7 separate regions of the Mus musculus genome follow, and regions 1, 2, 3, 4, 5 and 6 are each linked to region 7. A link is a contact called in public Hi-C, HiChIP or PLAC-seq and promoter capture Hi-C data. All regions are on one chromosome and are shown on one strand. Each heading gives the region's core, a stretch centred on a gene start, on an enhancer-like site or on the middle of the called end of the contact. The rest is flanking DNA. Distances are from core to core; before and after follow the strand shown. Region 1 holds the start of Crat (carnitine acetyltransferase). Region 2 holds the start of Ier5l (immediate early response 5-like). Region 3 holds the start of Dolpp1 (dolichyl pyrophosphate phosphatase 1). Region 4 holds the start of Ntmt1 (N-terminal Xaa-Pro-Lys N-methyltransferase 1). Region 5 overlaps Gm31585 (a long non-coding RNA gene). Region 6 holds the start of Garnl3 (GTPase activating RANGAP domain-like 3). Region 7 holds the start of Nup214 (nucleoporin 214).

What was found. Promoter capture Hi-C pulls out the DNA fragments that hold promoters and counts their contacts. Hi-C and Micro-C count contacts between places; a contact is called where the count stands out from the background. HiChIP or PLAC-seq counts read pairs in DNA pulled down with a chosen protein or histone mark. Capture Hi-C pulls out chosen DNA fragments and counts their contacts.
Region 1: a contact with region 7 is called in a promoter capture Hi-C map of neutrophils, with 3 times the contacts expected there. The contact joins the promoter of Crat here to the promoter of Nup214 in region 7. A contact is called at or near these places in 4 of 39 promoter capture datasets (liver, neutrophils, pre-B cells and 1 more), 1 of 115 datasets of contacts at active chromatin or transcription factors (embryonic forebrain) and 1 of 9 other capture datasets (liver).
Region 2: a promoter capture Hi-C map of liver shows a contact between it and region 7, with 4 times the contacts expected there. The contact joins the promoter of Ier5l here to the promoter of Nup214 in region 7. A contact is called at or near these places in 4 of 39 promoter capture datasets (liver, neutrophils and pre-B cells) and 1 of 115 datasets of contacts at active chromatin or transcription factors (embryonic forebrain).
Region 3: a contact with region 7 is called in an H3K4me3 HiChIP or PLAC-seq map of embryonic forebrain, with 6 times the contacts expected there. The contact joins the promoter of Dolpp1 here to the promoter of Nup214 in region 7. A contact is called at or near these places in 3 of 39 promoter capture datasets (cranial neural crest, liver and pre-B cells) and 2 of 115 datasets of contacts at active chromatin or transcription factors (astrocytes and embryonic forebrain).
Region 4: a promoter capture Hi-C map of liver shows a contact between it and region 7, with 5 times the contacts expected there. The contact joins the promoter of Ntmt1 here to the promoter of Nup214 in region 7. A contact is called at or near these places in 2 of 39 promoter capture datasets (liver and pre-B cells).
Region 5: a Hi-C map of B cells shows a contact between it and region 7, with 6 read pairs. The contact joins the enhancer-like site here to the promoter of Nup214 in region 7. A contact is called at or near these places in 3 of 39 promoter capture datasets (the C10 cell line and liver) and 1 of 484 Hi-C or Micro-C datasets (B cells).
Region 6: a contact with region 7 is called in a promoter capture Hi-C map of adipose tissue, with 2.8 times the contacts expected there. The contact joins the promoter of Garnl3 here to the promoter of Nup214 in region 7. A contact is called at or near these places in 1 of 39 promoter capture datasets (pre-B cells) and 1 of 9 other capture datasets (adipose tissue).

What each region holds. Positions count from the first base shown.
Region 1 is chr2:30,414,327-30,417,155 of GRCm38.p6, reverse strand. It overlaps Crat (carnitine acetyltransferase), which reads left to right and starts at 1,408. Exons shown (of 14, transcript NM_007760.3): 1 at 1,408-1,844. The coding sequence starts at 1,818. Ptpa (protein phosphatase 2 protein activator) reads right to left here and starts at 1,106. Exons shown (of 10, transcript NM_138748.5): 1 at 824-1,106. The coding sequence starts at 854.
Region 2 is chr2:30,472,705-30,475,692 of GRCm38.p6, reverse strand. Ier5l (immediate early response 5-like) reads left to right here and starts at 1,494. Exons shown (of 1, transcript NM_030244.3): 1 at 1,494-2,988. The coding sequence starts at 1,682. The coding sequence ends at 2,902. It overlaps Gm31291 (a long non-coding RNA gene), which reads right to left and starts at 1,385. Exons shown (of 7, transcript XR_003954013.1): 1 at 1,219-1,385; 2 at 415-618.
Region 3 is chr2:30,390,731-30,393,583 of GRCm38.p6, reverse strand. It overlaps Dolpp1 (dolichyl pyrophosphate phosphatase 1), which reads right to left and starts at 1,330. Exons shown (of 8, transcript NM_020329.4): 1 at 1,072-1,330. The coding sequence starts at 1,147.
Region 4 is chr2:30,806,611-30,809,310 of GRCm38.p6, reverse strand. Ntmt1 (N-terminal Xaa-Pro-Lys N-methyltransferase 1) reads right to left here and starts at 1,343. Exons shown (of 4, transcript NM_170592.3): 1 at 1,228-1,343.
Region 5 is chr2:30,546,386-30,549,114 of GRCm38.p6, reverse strand. It overlaps Gm31585 (a long non-coding RNA gene), which reads right to left. Exons shown (of 3, transcript XR_374225.3): 2 at 2,199-2,270; 3 at 1,271-1,637. Among named protein-coding and RNA genes, the nearest start is that of Gm31585, 3.3 kb to the right of the region's middle. Within about 2 kb of position 1,469, at least 72 of the 459 cell types and tissues checked have an H3K27ac peak or open chromatin away from gene starts, as enhancers often do. A contact at or near this core is called in B cells, where this site is marked.
Region 6 is chr2:33,129,227-33,132,029 of GRCm38.p6, reverse strand. It overlaps Garnl3 (GTPase activating RANGAP domain-like 3), which reads left to right and starts at 1,411. Exons shown (of 30, transcript NM_001355200.1): 1 at 1,411-1,606. The coding sequence starts at 1,515.
Region 7 is chr2:31,973,183-31,975,882 of GRCm38.p6, reverse strand. It overlaps Nup214 (nucleoporin 214), which reads right to left and starts at 1,433. Exons shown (of 36, transcript NM_172268.2): 1 at 1,275-1,433. The coding sequence starts at 1,319. It overlaps Aif1l (allograft inflammatory factor 1-like), which reads right to left. Exons shown (of 6, transcript NM_145144.1): 6 at 2,441-2,700.

The sequences.
Region 1 (2,829 bases), core at 159-2,658, 1.6 Mb after region 7:
AAATAAATGTCTGGTTTTGAATTCCACGTGTTCATATATTTAGGGGGGGGGCGCCACAAAAATGGTGCTTCTTTTGATTTTCAAATTTTCTTCCTCCTGAGACTTTCTTTGGGACCACAAAAAAGGAAGTGTGGTGGAAGGTACATCAAACACTATCAAAGTACGAGCTGAGTTTAGCCAACCTAGCCACTCTGTAAGAATTTTCCAGTCCTTCTTAACTACACGGAGTCAGCAAACTGCTTTCTCCTCCTCCAGGAAAGGGGGTCTCTACTGGAGCATCTGGCCTCTGTCTCTGCCCTAGTTACTTGAGATGGACCACAACGAGGCCACAGTGTAAATAAAAGTTACAGACGACGATGCCACCAACCCTCTCATTTTGTACAAACAGCCTCTTAAAATTAGTGGTTTAGACACCGTGGGCAGTTTCTCTCAATTAACTCTGCAGATACTGAAACCCCCAGAGCCAAGCCTGCAGGACGGAAGGAGGGACGGAGGGAGGGAAGACATGCAGGGTGGGCAGGACATGCATGAAGGAGCCTGGCGTCCGAGCGAGGCCCAGGTCCACCCGAGCGGAGTCTCATAAAGAACGCAGCCTCCTGGATCCCTCTCGCCCCGACCCCAGGCAACTCTGCCCCCAGGTCCAGAGCCTTTCCCCTGACCGCGCTCTGCCCGCCCGCCCTGGCCGGGTCGCCCTCACCGCCACCCGCCTGCAGCCCAGGCCGTCAGCCCTGCCTCCTCCGTCCCCAGAGCTCCTCAGACTCGGGAGACCCCCCGAGCCACACCCCTTTCCCACCCGCACGCCCGGGCCCTCCAACCGCCCTACCTGGCGGCGGCTGCCGCTCGCCCTCGGCCATCTTCTCCGTGAGGAGCCGGAGCGGATGCTCGCCGGTCCCTCTCAATGTTCACCCCGCAGCTCTCCCCGGCTCCGCCAAGCTTCCAGCAGGGAAATGAGCGCTGACTGGCTAGGACCGGAAGCCGAGAATTACAGTCACTCGCGCGAAGGCGGCAGCCATGCCGGTGCGAGGCACTCAGGGAGCATGCCCACCAACGGCCGTCTCGCGGCGGCCGCGCCGACCGAGGCAGCGGCCATCTTGGTGCGGGGCGCCGAGGAGCATGCGCACTAACGGCTGCCGCCTGCAAGCCAACTGCGGCGCTGGCAGCCATGTTTGTGCGGGGCGTCGGGTTCTGTTTGCTTGTTTGTTTGTTTGTTTGTTTGTTTTGGTGAGGGGTGATGGAGGGAATAGGTATGGCAGCAGTATTCTTGCGGAGCAAGGCCACCTGTCATCTTCTTTGTGCATGCCTCCACCCAAGCAATCTGAGACAGTCCCCAGTCAACAGTTGTGTTCTCCTGCCATTCCTAGAGTGACGTTCAAGGACACCAGTCAGACTTGAACGCACGTGACCGCCTCGACAGCTAAGGTGGCTTTCGGAGGCGGAGAGCACGAGCGGGACAGCGCCTACCGTTGTGACCCCGTGACGGGAGCCCAGCGCCGGGCTGCTAACAGCTGAGCTAGAGGTCCGTCTCCGCAAGCCCCGCCCTCTGCGGCCACTCCCCGGCTTGGGCCCACCCCGAGATCGGGGCGAGCGGCCGGGGACTGCGAGCCACCAAAGCTCCGCCCCGTGAGTCCTGCCCCACCGGCAGCCCGCCGGGCCCGGTGGCCGCGGGGCCGCCTCTACTGGCTAGCGGCAGTGACTCGGCGACCTTGAACCTAGAACCGGAGCCGCGAACCCACTGACCCCAGCACCCCAGCAGTGGCGCAGTCTTTACCCAGCGCGAGGGGCGGAGCGGACCAAGTGTCCGCAAACAGACTGGGACGATGTTAGCCTTTGCTGCCAGAACCGTGGTGAGTTCGCCCAGCAGGGCCATGGACGGGACAAGACGGGCGGGCCTCCAGCAACGGTCAAGAAAACCCCAGACCGGCTGGTAGGGTGCGATCTGCAAGGTGGATAAAGGAGACCAGGTAAGGGGTGGGTTCGATCCCAGAAGAAGACTGAGAAACCTAGGTTCAAGTCTTTTGTACCTTTCCACTCCACTCCTCCCTAATGCTCCCAGTTATTCGGACTCAGACACCTGTCGGGGCTACTGGTTAGAGAGCTCAGCCCTAGGCTATGCTTCTGCCCGACTAGAGCCACTTCTCCAAGCCTACCCAGTCTCCTTGAGTTCATCAGATGCCCACCCTCCCCATTGCATATTGCTAAGAGAACCTCAGGTGGAGACTAGTACTGAAAATCCCCCAAACAGGCAGGAGGAGGCAGGAGGTGGCAGGCTGCCCCTCACCATCCTTATCTAAAGCAGCTATCCTAATGGTGAGCTCCTGTCCTCTCTGATTCAGGCTGTCTATCCAGCTGTGAACTGGACTGCCCTGTCAGACACTGGGTTGGCAGCTAAGACTGAGATTCTACTAAGAGTCCTGGCAGCACCTGAGACCCTCCTCCAAGTCGTCCCGCCTTCCGTCACCCTCTGGGACCACCTTACTGCATAAGCATTTTAATGCTAGGGAGACTGAAACAAGGAGACAATCAAATCCCATGGTTGTGCTAATAAACTGAGCCCAAATGGGGTCTTTTGGCTTATTACTCACAGCAGAAGCACAAAAGTGTATTTCCCCCACTATTGATCCCAACCTGGATGATCCAGAACTCATTTAGAAAAAACAAACAAACCACCAAAAGAGGGGTGGCCACCAAGGCCCTGAGGTCTGGAAGGGAAACAGCTGGGCAGGTGTGTGGCAATCGTTGGTTGTCCACTAGTGGCCCTTCCCTGGCATCTCCTGTCTTGCACCATTCCCAAGCAGGGCTGATTTCAGGGCCACAGGTTAGCGGCCAGCC
Region 2 (2,988 bases), core at 245-2,744, 1.5 Mb after region 7:
GAGCTGTTCTAACAGTTACATGTCCCCAGATGGTGCGGACGGAGCAGAGCACTGTGCCCAGAGCCTGTGGTCTTAGACAAAGCCTCTTTGGAGCTAGTGACTACGCCTCCTCATCTGAAAACCTGAGCAAACTGTCCCCCGCTTTTGACACTTGCCACCACTTACAGAAACAATTGGTGAGTGGTTTTCTTGAGACATTGGCCAAGGGGCAGAGTTGCTGAGAGGGTCCAAAGACAGAGGGTTTCAGAAGAGCCCCACTCCCCCCCCCCCATCCCCCAGTCCCACTCAAGGGCCCAGCCCTGGACTCTGCCTGGGCCAATTTTCTGACCTAAGTACTAAAAGGAACCTTAAACGCGGTGGATGAGGCTTGCGGCTGGCATCTTGGGCCCCCCACACCCACCCTTGCCCTCTTACTCTCTTTAAGCTTCTCAGTACAAGGGGACTCTCAGGCATCTTCTCTCTTTTCTGCTCTCTGTCCTCAATTGGTCAGTAGATAACTCAGAATAAGAATCTAAAAGTGGAGAAGTCCTTGGCCTGGGTACTCCTGGGGCTCAGGGTAAGGACCAAAACTTAACAGGTTGCTCCACTCAAGCGGTCTCAAGCTTGGCCTCCAAGAACCTTAAAGGGAGAAATTCAGACTTTTCTGGTAAGAGATCCAAGCTAGGCACTTAGGGCTTCTATTGTCATTGATATTAAGTCAGGAAAGAAGAGGTCTCCCAAAAGAGGAGGAAGCTTGGGGCGGGTTCATAGCCCAAACCCCCACCCCCACCCCCCACCCAGGCAGTCTCACGATCACAAAGCTTCTCTACTAGAGATCAAAAATCACTGGGATTTGAGTCAAACAGAAAGAGAGGCCCTTCCGTGACCATTCCCAGAGGCCCCTGGGCTAACACATCAGGTAATCAGGCCCCAAACCCTCTCTTCCAAGACAGCACTCTAGTTCTCAGGTGCGCCCCCCACTCAGCTTTTCTTGGAAGAAGGCTCAGCTCGCCCAGGTTGCCCCCGGCCGTGGCAGGTGGAAAAGAGGAGGCGCCGCGTGGCTCGAAGCGGGGGAACCGCGCGCACCTGCCGCAGGTGAGGCCCAACCATGCGGAAGGGGGCGGAGCCATCTCCGCTGCGCTCAGGTGAGCCGACCCCCAGCTCGCAGGAGCCACGTCCAGGAAAGCTACGAATTTCGACGTGGCTCCCAAGAGGCGACCCAAAGCTGAGAGAGACTACCTCGGAGGCTCCTAGTCCCACGAGGTGCCGCGGCCCCAGGAGAACATTCGAGGCAACGGCGGCGTTGGAGGCCCGGGGTCCGTTCGTTATTTGAATAGCACAAAGGAACCGCCTTGGTCTGATTGGCCAGTCAAGTGGTCCCGGGGAGGGCAGTGGCTGTCAGTCGGAAGGCTCTACACGCTTCTATTGGCTAATCTACAGTGGGGCGGGGCGCTGCTGCCCAGCTAAATAGTTGGGGCCGGGGCCGGCGGAGGCTCATTGCTTTGGCGCCGTCTGGGGAGCGTGAGCCTGCGGGTGGCGCGCAACGCATGGTGGCGACTTCTCTCGGAGTGTCGCCGACCCGCCGACCCGGGCTCGGTTCCCTGTGCCTGGCTCGCCCGGGCGACCAACTGGAGACACACGCAAGGAGCAGCATTCGCAGCACCAGAGGCGGCTGCTCCGCCGCCCGCGTCTCCGCGGGAGCATGGAGTGCGCCCTGGACGCCCAGAGCCTGATCAGCATCTCCCTGCGCAAGATCCACAGCTCCCGGACCCAGCGCGGCGGCATCAAGCTGCACAAGAACCTCCTGGTGTCCTACGTGCTCCGCAACGCGCGCCAGCTCTACCTGAGCGAGCGTTACGCCGAGCTCTACCGGCGCCAGCAGCAGCAGCAGCAACAGCAGCCGCCCCACCACCAGCACCAGCACCTCGCTTACGCGGCGCCCGGAATGCCGGCCAGCGCGGCCGACTTCGGCCCGCTCCAACTTGGCGGCGGCGGGGACGCGGAGGCGCGCGAGCCGGTTGCCCGGCACCAGCTGCACCAGCTCCACCAGCTTCACCAGCTGCACCTCCAGCAGCAGCTGCACCAACACCAACACCCGGCGCCCAGGGGCTGCACGGCGGCGGCGCCGGTGGCGGTGGCCGGGGCGCCCGCGGGCTGCGCGGGGGCGCTCTCGGAGCTGCCCGGGTGCGCTGCGCTCCAGCCGCCGCACGGCGCGCCCCACCGCGGGCAGCACTTGGAGCCGCTGCAGCCGGGTCCCGCGCCGCTGCCGCCGCCCGCGCCCGCCGCGCTCTGCCCGCGGGACCCTCGCGTCCCGGCCGCTTGCTCTGCGCCCTCGGTGCTTCCGGGGGCTGCCCCTTCGACCGTCGCTGCCTCCTCTCCGCCCGCCTCTACAGCCCCTTCCTCATCCACTGGCTTCTACCGGGGCGCGTACCCGGCCCCCTCGGACTTCGGCGTGCACTGCAGCAGCCAGACCACCGTGCTGGACCTGGACACTCACGTGGTGACCACGGTAGAAAACGGCTACTTGCACCAGGACTGCTGCGCCTCCGCCCACTGCCCCTGCTGTGGCCAGGGCGCTCCGGGACCCGGTCTGGCGTCCGCCGCTGGTTGCAAGCGCAAGTATTACCCTGGCCAGGAGGAAGAGGACGACGAAGAGGACGCGGGCGACCTGGGAGCCGAGCCCCCCGGGGGTACCCCATTCGCCCCCTGTAAGCGCGCCCGCTTCGAGGACTTCTGCCCGGACTCGTCCCCGGACGCGTCCAACATCTCAAACTTGATCTCCATCTTTGGCTCGGGCTTCTCGGGGCTGGTGAGCCGACAGCCGGACTCCTCGGAGCAGCCGCCGCCGCTCAACGGGCAGCTGTGCGCCAAGCAGGCGCTCGCCAGCCTCGGCGCCTGGACTCGAGCCATTGTCGCCTTCTAGGGACCCCCGAGGGCATGGGGACCCTGGGCCCCGCGGGGCTGGGGCCAGACAAAGACTCGGCCAAGGGGCGATAGGGAGCGAGCGGG
Region 3 (2,853 bases), core at 81-2,580, 1.6 Mb after region 7:
GCCCATCCCTGGACTGCCACACCTTAAGTATAACCCAGAACACCCAGAGGCAAAGTTCTCCTGGCCTGTGGCCCTGTGTTCTCAGCAGACCCAAGTTCTCAGGCCCTCTACCCAAGAGGACAGGCCCTTCCTGGACAACCAGAGGCCAGCAAGGGGGCCCCGGCTGCTCAGCAACAAACATTTATCCAGGGAGGGTGCTGGCAAGCTAGAGAGATAAACTACAGGTATTTACTGGGTGTCCACTGTGGGCCAGGCTCTGTGCCCAGCACCTCTTAGGCCTGTGGTCATTTGAGTCACACACCATTACAGAAAGGAGACACTGTACTTGGAGCCACTTAAGATGAAGTGACTGGAGGGGTGGTGCCTACCCTGGAGCCCGGAAACGTCTCACCCCAAGGCCTAAGCTCCGCTCCGCTCCACTCTATGGAGCCGAGCCGGAACTTCAGAACCATGGCTAATGGACCTTCCCACCAGAGAGGCGGGCACTCCCAGAGGCGTGTCAGATGGAAGCTCTTACAAGTCAGGCTCCCAGGGGCTGCATGCCCCCTTGGCGGCTGGCCTCTGCCGCGCTGCTCAGGGCGTGGCGCCGCAAATTCTCCCAAACCTGGCCTGGGTTTGCACACTCCCTGCAACTGGGAGCTTTCTCCAGTGAGCAGCCCGCAGCGTAGTGAAGGAAACTGTCACTCCCTGCACAGCCGAGCAGGAGTGCGGCCTCTCTGGCTCGGGGGAGGGCGGGGCACAAGGGACAAAGTCCAGGCCCAGATCCTCGCCCGCCCTATCCAGACCCTCCCCCGGCCCAGGACAGCCCACCAGCACCCCGGGACCCCGGAGAGCGACTCGGCCGCGCAGCCGCAGAGCACACGAGCGAGCCGCTCGCAATTTCTCCCTGCTCATCGCCGCCTCACTGCGCCTGCGCGGCGCGCGCGCCGGCCGAGCCCCTCCAAGGCTCGCTGTTTGACAGTTCCCACCGCGGTTCCAAGGCGCCCCGAAGGCGGTCCGCGCGGCCCGGAACGCCCGGGGCTGTGGCGGCAGCTCGAGGAGAACGTCCTCGGAGCCGGGGCAGGCTCTTACCTGCAGGGTATTCGACGTGGGTGAGGGTCACTGGCCGCCATGAAGCGGGGAGCGAGCACTGTCCGTCCGCTGCCATCTTACCCGGAGACCGGGCTTCGCAGAGCAGCCAATGGGGAGCAAGGGGGGCGGTGGTCCTGACCTATCACGCCGGGGAGACGCCACGCACCCAATCCGAGGCCGATTGCAGGTAGTGGCGCAGCCATTCAGTGTGCAGGTCGTGAGGCTGGCCCGTGCGGCGAATCAGAGAGCGGGGACTCGCGCAGCTTTGCCAGTGTCCAATCCCGTGCGAGTTCAGGTAGTTGACTAACCAATCAAGAGAATGGAGCACTCGCAGCGCAGGACAGAGCGCAGAACAGCCAATCAAAAGGTAAGCTTAGCTCGGCGTGTGGGAAGGGCGAGCCAATCAGGCGCTATCTCGGGGGGCGTGTTGTACTTTGGTGGGAGCTTTGGTTAGGCTGGCACCTGCGCCCAGAGTTAAAGCTCCTGAGAACCCAGAGCGCAGTGGAGGAGCAGCCTCAGCACCACCGGGTCTCAACCGACCCATTTGGAAAACAAAAATGTGTTCCTCACTATGAAGGCTAGGCTTGCCCCAGCATCATTCTGCCTCGTCCTCCAGGTTCTGGCTTCCTGTCCATAAATGTAAACTGAAGTCAAAGACCTAGTGCAGTTTTTTATTGCCCTTTACTGACAGACAAGAGGTGCAGTTCCGCAAAGGAACTTTTCTGTTAAAAAAAAATTATTGGTCCTCACTTCTGGGATGTAGCACATATTGTAGATATCTTAGATGGGATGCTATACGTTTCAATTACGCCGTAGCGTAGTGAGGCCACTTGGGACCATTTTCAGTATAATCCAGATGTTCCATCTACCCTTCTCTGTTTCCCCATTCTTGAAGAAACATTCTTGAAGAAACAGCCACACCTCCCACCCACGTCCCCTTTCTGAACCAACTCTCTCCAGACAGACCTACTTACTGTCTAGGCCAGATTCCAATTCCTCAAATTTCTCTGCAAGGAATGGGCACACACACTCCTGCCCCATTTGCCTGGCCCAGGCTGACTTGTCAGTTCATAGCTTCAGGTTCTGAAAATTAAGAGAAGGGCCTCCACAGAAGCAGGGGGATCTCTGTGAGTTGGAAGCCAGTCTGGGCTACCTCAGAAAGGGGGTGGGGGAGTTCCAGTGGTCTCCCACAATTGCACCTCCTTTGCCTACCTCATCTCTGGCTACACTTGACTGTAATTATTTCCTTGTCTGCCTCTGCCAGTATGCAACGGTTCTCTGACCTCTGACTAAGGCCCAGAGCATGTACAGTAAAAAAATAAAAATAAAAGCAGGTTCCGGGTCTGCCTTAGACCTGGGGGTACCCAGTAGGTCTAGGTTGGAGCCTTGGCCCTCCATATTCTATGTTCTGAGGTCACTAGCTACAGTGGCTTAGTCTGGCAGCCCGTGGAAGCCAGAATTGTAGGTTACTCTAAGTAGGCTGGGGACTCAGAATCCCCCAGTGGTGTTCAGCTTGTCTTCCGTCTCCCTACCCAGCCTGAACTTATCCAGCTGGGCCCACCTCCTAGTCACCTGCCCTTAGCTCTCTCTCTCAGGCAAAGTCATTATTAGCCTTTGAAAGAAAGAGGTGTGAGACGTGGTCATGAGCTTCCTAGAATAGTTCTCTGAGAGAGAGGGCACCCATGGAAGGTCAGGCTGCCTTGCCCTTCTTCAGAGTCCCAGAAACACAGAGAGAGCATCCCTAAGGAAGTGACAAGATGAAGAACTGAAAATGTGTGGGAG
Region 4 (2,700 bases), core at 94-2,593, 1.2 Mb after region 7:
GGCTGTCCTGGAACTCACTCTGTAGACCAGGCTGGCCTTGAACTCAGAAATCCGCCTGCCTCTGCCTCCCAAGTGCTGGGATTAAAGGTGTGCAGCACCACTGCCCGGCAATAAATAAATCTTTAAAAAAAATCTTAAAACACAATTTTTCTCTCTGTCTTTCTGTCTGGTTTTTGAAATAGGGTTTCTCTGTGTAGCCTTGACTGTCCTAGAACTCATTCTGTAGACCAGGTTGGCCTCAAACCCAGAGATCCACCTGCCTCTGCCTCCTGGATGCTGGGATTAGAGGCGTGTGCCACCTCTGCCTAGTTCAAACATAGTTAAAAAGATCAAGTAAGGAAAACGTGTTAAAACCTCCAAATCACACAGACCCTGGTAAAGCTGGAGCCCACCTATGAGATCATGTGGCCTTTGGTCAGTCCAGAAGATGCAAACACAAGCTCCGGGTACACCCAGAACCACACACCTGCAGACTCTGACCTTTTGATTATGTGGCTCTGGCCTTCAGGAAAGCATCCCCCCTCCCCCCAACACACACACAAGCACACACACAGGAAAGCCAGCTTAAGGAAACGATGTGCCTTAAAACAGCACTTGGGAAAGGACCAAAAGTTAGGAGAGGATTTAGGCTTCTCACTTAGACCCCAGTCACTGAGTGCCCCACCCCATACATCATTGTCATCAGTTACAGCACCTGTCCTAGGCCCTTATCAAAAGGATTAAAGACCAAAATGATCACACAGTTGGTGGAGCAGCAAAGCCTGGAGCATCTGGAAAAGATGGCAGGCAGCCTTGCAGAAGAGAGGCTGACCTTGGCCTCAAGGGCTCATGACAGTAACGATGTTGGCCAGAGCTGGAGGCAGTTAAACGTGATGGCAACCCGTGCAACCAAGCACTTAACTGCGAGGACTTGAGCCAAGCACGGCGCCGATTCCACACACCAACCTTGCAGTGGCTGCTTTCCTTATCTCAGAGGGGAAACTGAGGACTGGAAAGTGATGTACGGGCGCGAGTGAAGATACGTCTTGCCAGCCTCCACCAACGTGGCTTCCTCCAACCCAATCCGTGGTCACCAGAGTCCCTGCCCAGGTCTGATCGGTGAACCTCCATGGGACGTGCACGTGGGCCAGGGCCAGGCCCAGGTCACTTGACGACGGGGCCTCACCGCTTCAGGCAGTTGGGGTGAGCACCTCCCTCCTCCCTGGCCGCGTCCCTCGCGATACTTACCTGGGTCGGGGCTCCAGGGACCCGAGAGAAAAGGACGGGTTGAGAAGGAGGCTGGCAAAGACCGTAGCCCACAGCAGCCGCCACCACTCTACCGGACCAGACACCTCGCGGCCTCTGCCTTTGTCCGCACACGTCACTTCCCCGAGCCTGGAGGGGGCTGGACTCAAGATCGCTCCGCCCCGAGGCCAGTTCACTCCGCCCCAAGACTAGCTCATCCCTCTCCACAGACAGATAGCCCCTCCCCAGGGCCAGATCGCCGCGTCCCACAGGCAGCTCACGTCCAGATCGTCCCTCCCCCACAGCCAACTCCGCCCTCTCCAGGGCCTGCTCACACCTCTCCACGCCCCCACAGCCAACCCCGCTCCACGGCCTGCTCACTCGACACGCCCAGAACTTCTCTCCGCGCGACTAACTCGCCCCTCCCCACGCCCAGCTCGCCCAAACACAAGACCAGCTAGTTCCGCCCCACGGCCAATTCGCCCCTCCCCATCGCTACCTCGCTTGTCCCCGAGGCCAGTTCACCCCGCCCCCTGGCCAGATCGCCGCACTCCAAGGTTTGATCGCCCTATTCTTCGGCCAGATCGCCTTTTCCTTCGGGATCCTAACCCAGTTTTTTGCCTACGCGCAGGGACTTCATGATGAAGGATCCACAGCTGATATCTCACACACTTGAGGGTGTAGCTCTTTTAAGACAAGAGTCCAACTGAGTTCTGGCCGTAAACTTCAGGATCCTTCTGCATCATCGACGTGGTTGCTGGGGTTACAGGCACGCGCCTCCATGCGCCACAAGGCTGGATTCTTAAAAACCAACATCATGAGAGTTTTCCACCCTAAAAGGAGAATTAAGCCGGGCGTTGTTGGCGCACGCCTTTAATCTCAGCACTCGGGAGGCAGAGGCAGGCGGATTTCGAGGCCAACCTGGTCTACAAAGTGAGTTCCAGGACAGCCAGGGCTATACAGAGAAACCCTGTCGGGGGGGGGGGGGGAGGAGGATTAAAAGCCATTGTTGCTCAAATCCACCCATGCCCACTAGTATATTAAAATAATATATCAACCCAGGAAAGAGAACAGGAAAGAAAGGCTTTGACAGAGGTAAGGATTGCCAGGCCAAATAAAGCAGAAATCTAGAAGTTTGCCCTCCTGAGGACCGCCCTTCCCTATCCACTCAGACAATCTGCACCGGGTCTTGAAGGAAAGATGAGCTTGCTGCATGCAAACCCCCTCTAACCGCCTCGGAGTTCTAAGTTGCCTCTTCTAACTGGTGGATGTAATGATTCAGCTACAATACTCTGAGGGTTAAATTTGTGGGATTTGCGAGTTTAGGCTAGAGTCTAGTGGGGCTTGCAGGCAATGAAGGTTATCATAATAAGTATTTTTGCCTTAAGCTCACCTCTGTTGGCTGACACACCGGCTGTTAGACATACTTGTCATGCCTCCTGGGCTCTGCATTACAGTAGGTGCTTAAAGTTGTGT
Region 5 (2,729 bases), core at 220-2,719, 1.4 Mb after region 7:
TGGCTTTGTTTCTCAGCACCCACATGGGGCTCAGAACGACCTGGAACTACAGTTCCAGGGGATCTGATGCCCTCTTCTGGCCTCTGAGGGCACCAGGCATCCATATGATACACAGACATACATGCAATCACACACTCGTAAAACAGAAACAAATCTTGAAAACAGAAGAGTCTGTTTGTCATGATAGTCAAAGTGCGGCATAGTGGACTGTGCCAGCAGAGGACTCCCACCCACTGGGAAAGACATCTCCACAAATCATGGTTGCTGGAAGAGGAAAGCCAGGGACAGGAAACAACCTGTGACTCTCAAGGCTGCAAGCACTGAGGAGGGGGGACTCATCTAGGAGCCAAACTCCTAGTCCCCCTGCCATGGGTCCTTAGAGCCAGGAGCACCCCTTATGGGACTGCCAGCCCATCAGCTCTTCACACCTGTCATCAGTTCCAGAAGAGAATGAAATGTCAGGCATGGGGAAGGGCAAGGGGCGGTGACTGCTTCACAGGTACAGAGCCTCACATTCGGGGACATGAGCCACTTCCCTTTCTTTTGACAATTTGATGTTAAAATTTTATAATCATAGCCAGGTGTTGTAGCAAACACCTTTAATCCCAGTGCTTGGGGTGCAGAGGCAGGCGGATCTCTGAGTTCTAGGCCAGCCTGGTCTACAGAGTGAGTTCCAGGACAGCCAGGGCTACACAGTGAAACTCTGTCCCAAAAGAAAAAAAAAAATTACAATCATTAAAATGTATCTGGAGAGGAGAGCACACGTCATACCACAGTCCCTGTGGAGAGGCCAGAGGACAACAAGCAGGAATGGTTTCTCTCCTTCCACCATGTGTGTTCCAGGGCCGGAATTCAGGTCCCAGGCTTGGCAGCAAGCACTTTTATCCACTGAGCCATCTAGTCAGCCCTTCAGTTCTTTTTATTTTGGTAAAATACACATAACACAAAAGTTACTCTTTGAGCCACATTGAGTCTGCAGTTCAAGGTGTTTAATCCACACTTGACTTTTTGAAAACAGAACCTCCTGCCTCCACATCCTGCCCAGGCAGGCCCGGGGAGGGCTGAGCAAGACAATCGCTTGGCTGAGCAGTGAGGAAAAGGAAACAGGAAGGGTCCGGAAGGAAGCGGCTTCCCAGCAGCCTGCTCAGCCCCACCCAAGTCCTGACCAGCCTCAGCCTCCTCCAGGAAGAGTCACCATGCCTCACCTCAACAACAGCTGGGGCTTGCCCCCACCCGCCCCCGCCCCCACCCCCGCCCGCCCCCGCCCCCTCCAAGCAGGAAGCATGAGAAACTTCCCTGGCCTCCACTCTAGTCAAAAGGCAGGTATGGTCAACTTGAAGAGTCCAAGGTTCTCATCCATAAAGTGGGGAGCAGGTGAGAGCTGGATTCCCCAGCCATTCTGAGAGCTTATGTAAAGCAAGCTTGGAGATGCTACCAAGCAGCTTCCGGTGCCAGCGGCATCCCGTGTCAACAGCTTCCGGTGTCAGCGGCTGCTAGCGATGTCACGTCACGGCTGTCATTCTGGCATCTTGTGTGTCCTGGCCGTGGGTCTCGTCAGCATCCCTAGACCAAGTCCTTGAGCTTCAGTAGAAATTCACAGGGTTCACCATGACTCTGGGACCAGCTCATGGCTAGCTCTGTGGCCAAACAAGACACAAGACTGTGAGGGACAAGAGGGGACAGGCAAGGCCTCTGTGCTCTGCCAGACTAATAAACAATAAGTACATTCAGGTGCTTGGGAAGGGTCAGTCAAGCTTCCTGGGGACATGAATGAAGGCGGACAGACAGAAAGATCCAGAGTGGAACCACCGGGCAAAGGCCAGGAGGTGACAAACACCGTGGAATATACAGGAAACAGGACGCAAAGGGAAAGGGTAGGAGAGGGAAGGGTCTGGGGGAGACCAGCGGGTGGGCAGATCAGGGTTTGTGTGTGGCCCAGCGCCATTTTGGCTTTCCTTGTAGGTAGAAGAGGCTGCAGGAATACTTTAGAGTGCTGGCCTATGGTCAGAGGAGACCTGAAGTGTGCAGGCACCACCTCAGGCAGGCATCGTGGGAGAAAGACTTGGAAGAGAAAGAGGCTTCTAAGTGGGTGGGGGGAGCTGGAGAGGTGAACTGGTTAGCAGAACAATGTCCCAAGCGTAACCCCTGGGGCACACAGATGGCTTGTTTCACAGCAGAGAGGAACAGAGGCAGCTCACCAGCCTTTGAGCCGGGGGTTTCTTCTAGTTCATCCGAGTGACTGAGGGACTCTGAGATGGGAAAGCAGGTAACTGAAGAGCAAGCAGGGCCAAAGATCAGGAAGGTAGTCAGGGGGTGGGCTCTCTGCTTGGAGAAAGGTAAGGAGGCTGACCCTTACACACACACACACACACACACACACACACACACACACACACACACGGGGGGGGGGGAACAGAAATAGAAAGAGACTGCAGAAAGAACCCACTGCTAACACACACATACAAGGGGGGGGGACAGAAACAGAAAGAGACTGCAGAAAGAACCCACTGCTAACACACACACACATACACACACAGAGACACACACAGACACACACACGAGAGAAAGAGAGAGAGAGAGGGGGGGGGAGATAGGTGGGGGGGTGGAAGAGACAGAAACAGAGACTGCAGAAAGAACCCACTGCTAACACACACACACAGACACACACGAGAGAGAGGGAGAAACAGACAGAGTGACTGCAGAAAGAACACAGTGCTAACACACACACA
Region 6 (2,803 bases), core at 162-2,661, 1.2 Mb before region 7:
ACAGCCACCAGGAGACAGTAGTACCTCCTTTTGCTGACTGGTTAGATCCTGAGGTAGCGCAAACCTCATGGTGGACCCCAGTTCAGGCAGGAAGACCCGCACCATCCAGGCACTCCTGAAGTGAGAAAGAGGCGACATGGGCGGGGCTAGATAGGCGGGACTTGTAGGCGGGGAAGCTAGAGGGCTCTTGGGGTGGAATAGCCAAGGGACGAGAGAACAAAATTGCTCTAAGTACAGACCTCAGCTTCAAGAGAAAAGAGGCGGAGCTCCGGGGTTGGGGGCCATGCCTGTGGGCGGGATGTGGAGAAAGGCGGCCCCCAAAAGAAGGCGGTGCTACGATAGAAAGGACCAAGAGGTGCTGAGGTGAGGAGGGTCAGCAGAGAATCCAGCAATCGGAGCTGTGGAGCGGCGGGCCGATAGAGCGCTCTGTGCTGGAGGGGTAGGTGGGAAGGGCCTAGATCTGTGGGAATGGTAAGGAGCGGGAGTGATGGGCCGTGGACCCGACGAAGTTGAGGATCCAGTGGGCATTGGGAGCCTGCGTGCGCTACACAGAAGAACGGAGGGAGCGCGGGTAGAAGATCTTGGTGAGGCCAGTTCAGGAGGGGCGTGGCTGGAGCTGGTGTAGAGGCAGGGTGGGGCCTGCACTGGTCTGAGAAGGGCCGGAGAAACGGAGATCGTTAGCTCGGGGCGTGGCCTGTGCCCAGACTAGGGAGTGAGGTGGGTTTGGCTAAGAGATGGGGCGGGCCCTTGGCAAAGCTGAAGGGCAAAGGGACTGACTGGATAAGGGTTTGGGGTGGGGCCTGAGCCCACTGATAGGTAAGGCTTGGTACTTGGGGCGGGGCACGGGTGGAGCCTGAGCAGAGCTGAGAGGAGATCTGCGTGATTGGGGCGGGGCAAAGGCGGACAGGGGCGGGACCTGAACCTAATTCAAATAGACTGGGTTGGGGCGGTGAGGGGGCGGGGCCTAAACCCAGCTGAGTGGTGAGGGAGGATCTTCTAGATTAGGGGCGAGGCAGGGGGAGGGCCAAGGCCTCAAAAAGGACCAAAGGGAGTGGATTCGGTAGGAGATCAGGGAGGTTCCGGAGACTAGCTCCGGAGAGATGAGGCAAACTTCGCTAGGCTAGGGGCAGGGCTTAAAGCCAGAGGTTCGGAAGAGGCGTACCTGCTAGAATGGGGGCGGGGCAGAGGTGAGGCCTAAAGCCAGAGGCGTGGTTAGGCCGTTAGAGTAGGGGCGGGGCCTAAAGCCTCAGGCGTGTTCAAGGGACCTGATTAGAGTAGGGGCGGGGCTTGGACCCCGCGAATAGTCTGAGGGCGTGGTTAGGCTGGAGTTCGGGGCGGGGCCTGAGGTCCCAGGCTGGGCTGGAGTTTGGGGCGGGACAGAGGCGGGGCTTGGGTCCGGTGAGGGGTGCGGGGCGGGGCGTGGGCTGCGGCGCGCTAGCTGAGCGTCCGGCCGAACACCGCCGAGGCCCGAGCCCACCCGAGTGTGCCCGAGCCGTCGGCCCCCGCCCGGGGCGATGGAGCAGGAACCCGGCGGGGCTGCCGCTGCGCTCCTGCGGCAGAAGAGGGCGGCGCTGCGGCGCAGGGGGTGCAGCTTTGAGAGTCCCAGGTACCGTTGCCCCGGAGGGGTGCAGCCTCTAGGGGTGGGAGAGGGGAGTAGGCCACGTGGGGGTTGGCGGTGTGAGGGGACAGAGTGTGGCGAGGCCGCGGCGTGGGAGGGAGTCGGCGCAGAGCCCAGTAGAGCGGCCGGGCCACGCTGAGGGAGTGCCCAGCGGGAGGGCTAGAGACCTGTGTCCGGCCGGCAGATGATGTGGACGTCCGAAGCCTCGGCCCTGTGACAGGCCCTGCACACTACGGCTCAGGGAGGTCTTGGGCTGTGGAGAACGCGACCTGCCTGCTTCTAAATGCTCAAGGACAAGGTCGGAACCCCTAAGCCCCCAAAAGGACACCCTTTAGGCTTCTCTTGCTTTCTATAATCCATCCTCGCACCCCAAGTGCCTGGCCACCTGCTGCCTATGGCCCCGCCCATCTGTGGTTGGGGTGGGGGGCACCCTGCATAGTTCCTAGGTCCTTTCTCTTTCCCAGGTTGTCCGTGCCCCTCCCGGACTTACCTTCCTTAACTGGCGCCCTCCTGAGGAACCAGCCTGGCCGTAGGTGAAGCTTGGCTGCTGCCGGACACGCCCTTCCCTTTGCGGCTCTTGCCCATGCCTATCCCCGGCTTACTCCCACCTCCAAGGAATTCCTTGTAACTTGAAATGGGTCCTGCTTCCAGGTGGACTCATTCCTTTCAGAATGACTCCAGCACCACCATCTGGGCCAGATTTTCATCAGTATTCTGTAATAATGGCCTTAGGGAGGGTATCCTGAAGCCAACCCCCTTCCTCCTAGCCTACTGCTGCCTGCACCCCTGAGTTTTTAATTGCCATAGCATGGGTAGGGACGAGGAAGAGAAAAAAGATGTAGGACTCTAACCTCCACTGAGGTGGAAAAGAGAGTTCATTTGCTAAGGCACAAAGCAAACCAGCCAAGATCCTTAAAGGAAGGTGTGATGCCCTTAATTGGCCTTTCTCAGACTCAGTCCTTGACACACTGCTCCAGCAGTTCTGATGCTGTGTGGTAAGGACAGATATCAAGGCTGCTCTAGCCGCTGCCCTAGCCTCTTCCCCATCACCACAGCTGCCTCAAGCCTGGCCCATCACAGAGCCTGAAGGGCTTGGGCACTCCTCCCTCAGGCTGTAGAACTGCTCATCAATTCTTTTTGAAAGTCTTTCTTGAACTCTAGGCTTAGCTTTGTGTGATCAGCACC
Region 7 (2,700 bases), core at 184-2,683:
TGTTGGGAATTGGACTCAGGAGCTCTGGAAGAGCAGTACTCTTAATCCCAGTTGAATACGGTGGGTAAAAGTTCACACAAATTTCCCCATGAGGCCACACTGGCCATTCATAAAGAAACAAATCATCTATCTTTTTTGATATTATCATCCTAATAGTCATGACTGTACCACTGGGGCTTGGTGGCTTTTTTTGTGGTGGGCCAGTGTGATGAAGCAACACAAAAGAAACAAAACAAAACAAAACAAAACAAACACAACAGACAAACCCAAAACCCAAACCTCTCCTTTCTGCTTTTGGCAGGAATTAAAATACTGCTATTAGCCCTGTGGTTCTAAATTCTCTACCCGAACATATCTGAGGAACATGAAGCTTGCCCATTACCGGGCTCAGCACATGTGCTGACTCAAGGAAGAGCCACTGTTTCTAAGCATGATATGGAGCACTCGACCCATGTGCATTTTAGCGACTCACCGGTCACACAAATGGCTAACACCTTCCTGCAACTCACTCATTTCCAACTGTCTACGGTCCCCTGCCTTTCCATTCTGTCAGAGTATATAAGCCAACTATTAACACAGTATCCAGAAGTTGTAGCATGGGGATCACTTAGGGTTCGCTTGCTTTTCCTTTAGTCTCATGAGTTCAAGCTGATTTCCAGTGCCAAACTTGACTTCCTGTTCCTACTAACTAGGGGTTTTGAAGGCAGATAGTGTTTCTTGGCTCCACTTTAGGTAGTTTGGACCACCCTCAAGTATAGAGAGCTAATAAGAACTGAGCGTCTAAGCCAACTGTGGTAATGCACACCAATAATCCCACCACTTGGGAGGTGGAGGCAGAGACAAGAGCCCAAGACCAGAAGCCACCTTGAGCTACAAGAGACCATGCCTAAATCGTAAGAGAGATGTAAGGCTTTTGCCACGTGACTTTGGATCATTTGCTTTCAAGGCTTCAATGCGCTCCTCTTTCTAAGCTGGTCGTAAGGGCTGCAGCGACGGTGGCGACAGTACGTCTCACTCAATAAACAAGAATCGCTGTCACCAGTAAGGCGACCAGCCCATCAGAGTACCTGGGGTAACTCAGAAGGCGTGGACAAACCCACGCAAGGACAGGTACCTGCACTTGCAGGGAACTCAGGCCCGCGACACGCAGAGCTGCGGACGCTCTGTGGGGCGAGCGATCGCGACCCTGCGAACTGCAGGAGCAGCCGGCAGAGGCGAGGCTCCAAGGCAACTCCAGGACTACGCAGGCGGGGAGGCCCCGGCCAGGCTCTAACCTTCATCTCCCGCTCAGGGATCATGGCATCCATCTCGTCTCCCATCGTGCCGCCTTCAGGGTGTTCAAGTAGCTGCTGCTGGCGCTGCCGCTGCCACCCGCGGCCTTTCAAACACAGCTCAGGCCGCTCAGGCCTCAACTTCCTTCCCTCAGCGCCCGCGGCGCGTGGTAGATGCGCGTTTCCGGCGCGCGTGACTGACGTCACCCAGGCCGGTTTTTAGTGTGCTCGGAGGCAGTCGAGGGCTGCTCGGAAGTCGCGCGCTTGCCAATCCACAAGGCCCCATTGGCCGGTTCCGCGCAGTGGGTGTGGCCATGAGGCGCGGGCCGGAGTCCGCCTTCCTTTGGATGCTGCGTGCGCAGCCTCGCTATTTAATTTTCTTCCTTAGAGAGAGGCACGCTCGGCCTTCCTGAGACTCTCGATGCTTCCCGGTAGCACTTACCTGCAGGGCTCTTAGAAGCTTCCGACTTAGAGAAGTTAGGAACTTTTTTGCTGGGAAGAGCGGACAGAGAGGTTCGGTTAGCGGGTGGACTGCACTGTGTGCCGGTGCAGAACCCTTTTAAAAACGGAGAGGAAAAGGGACAAAAGATCGGTTTTGTTTACTGTTTTCAAGGCAATCGTTTCAGATCATAAGCCATATCCACTTCACATCGCAAATGGTGCGCGGCTATCATCTCAGCTTTTGGGGATTAGAGGGTCAGGAATTCAAGGTCTTCCTAGGCTACATAGCAATCTCTAGATATCCTGAGTTACATGGGACCCTGTCTGGAAAAAAATATGTAATAAGAGAATTCCACACAAAGCAGTTAAATTATCCAATAGCTTTCAGCCAGGAAGGGTTAAGATTCAGATCTGCGTATACTGACTGATGTTGAAGACATTTCTGGAGTAGAATTATAAAAGAGGTTCCTAACTTGGAGCTGGTGGGTCAGCTCCAGAGGGCACATTCTGTCAGATGCAGTCTCTCAACAAGTTGCATGTGTGCAAGCCTCTATTCATTGTAAAATGCTAACAGTAGACCTGGGTCTTGGGCTTAATCAGATGACGTCAACTGTCTGTCTGGGACATGGGAGACCCAGGACACACTCATTTACTTGGTACCTGTTGTCAGCTAGCTCTTCTGAATTTACTGAGCCCAGAGCTGTCCCCAAGAAACACAAAGACACTGATAAATTGCTCTAGTTTATTTCAGTCTGCAGGAGACCACATCCCATCCATACATACACACATGCACACAATAATGGCACTCACCCAAATCTACCTTACAAACATCTTTTGAGTCACAGGGCAAAGCCATACTTGGCAATCCCCAAACTGCTGGTTACACCAGTTACATTTGGTCTTTTTCAGAAATAAGGCAGCCGATGTCCCAAGAAAGCTAAGCCCTTAACTAGAGAGGTTAAAAACCCTGGAACCAACAGACACAACT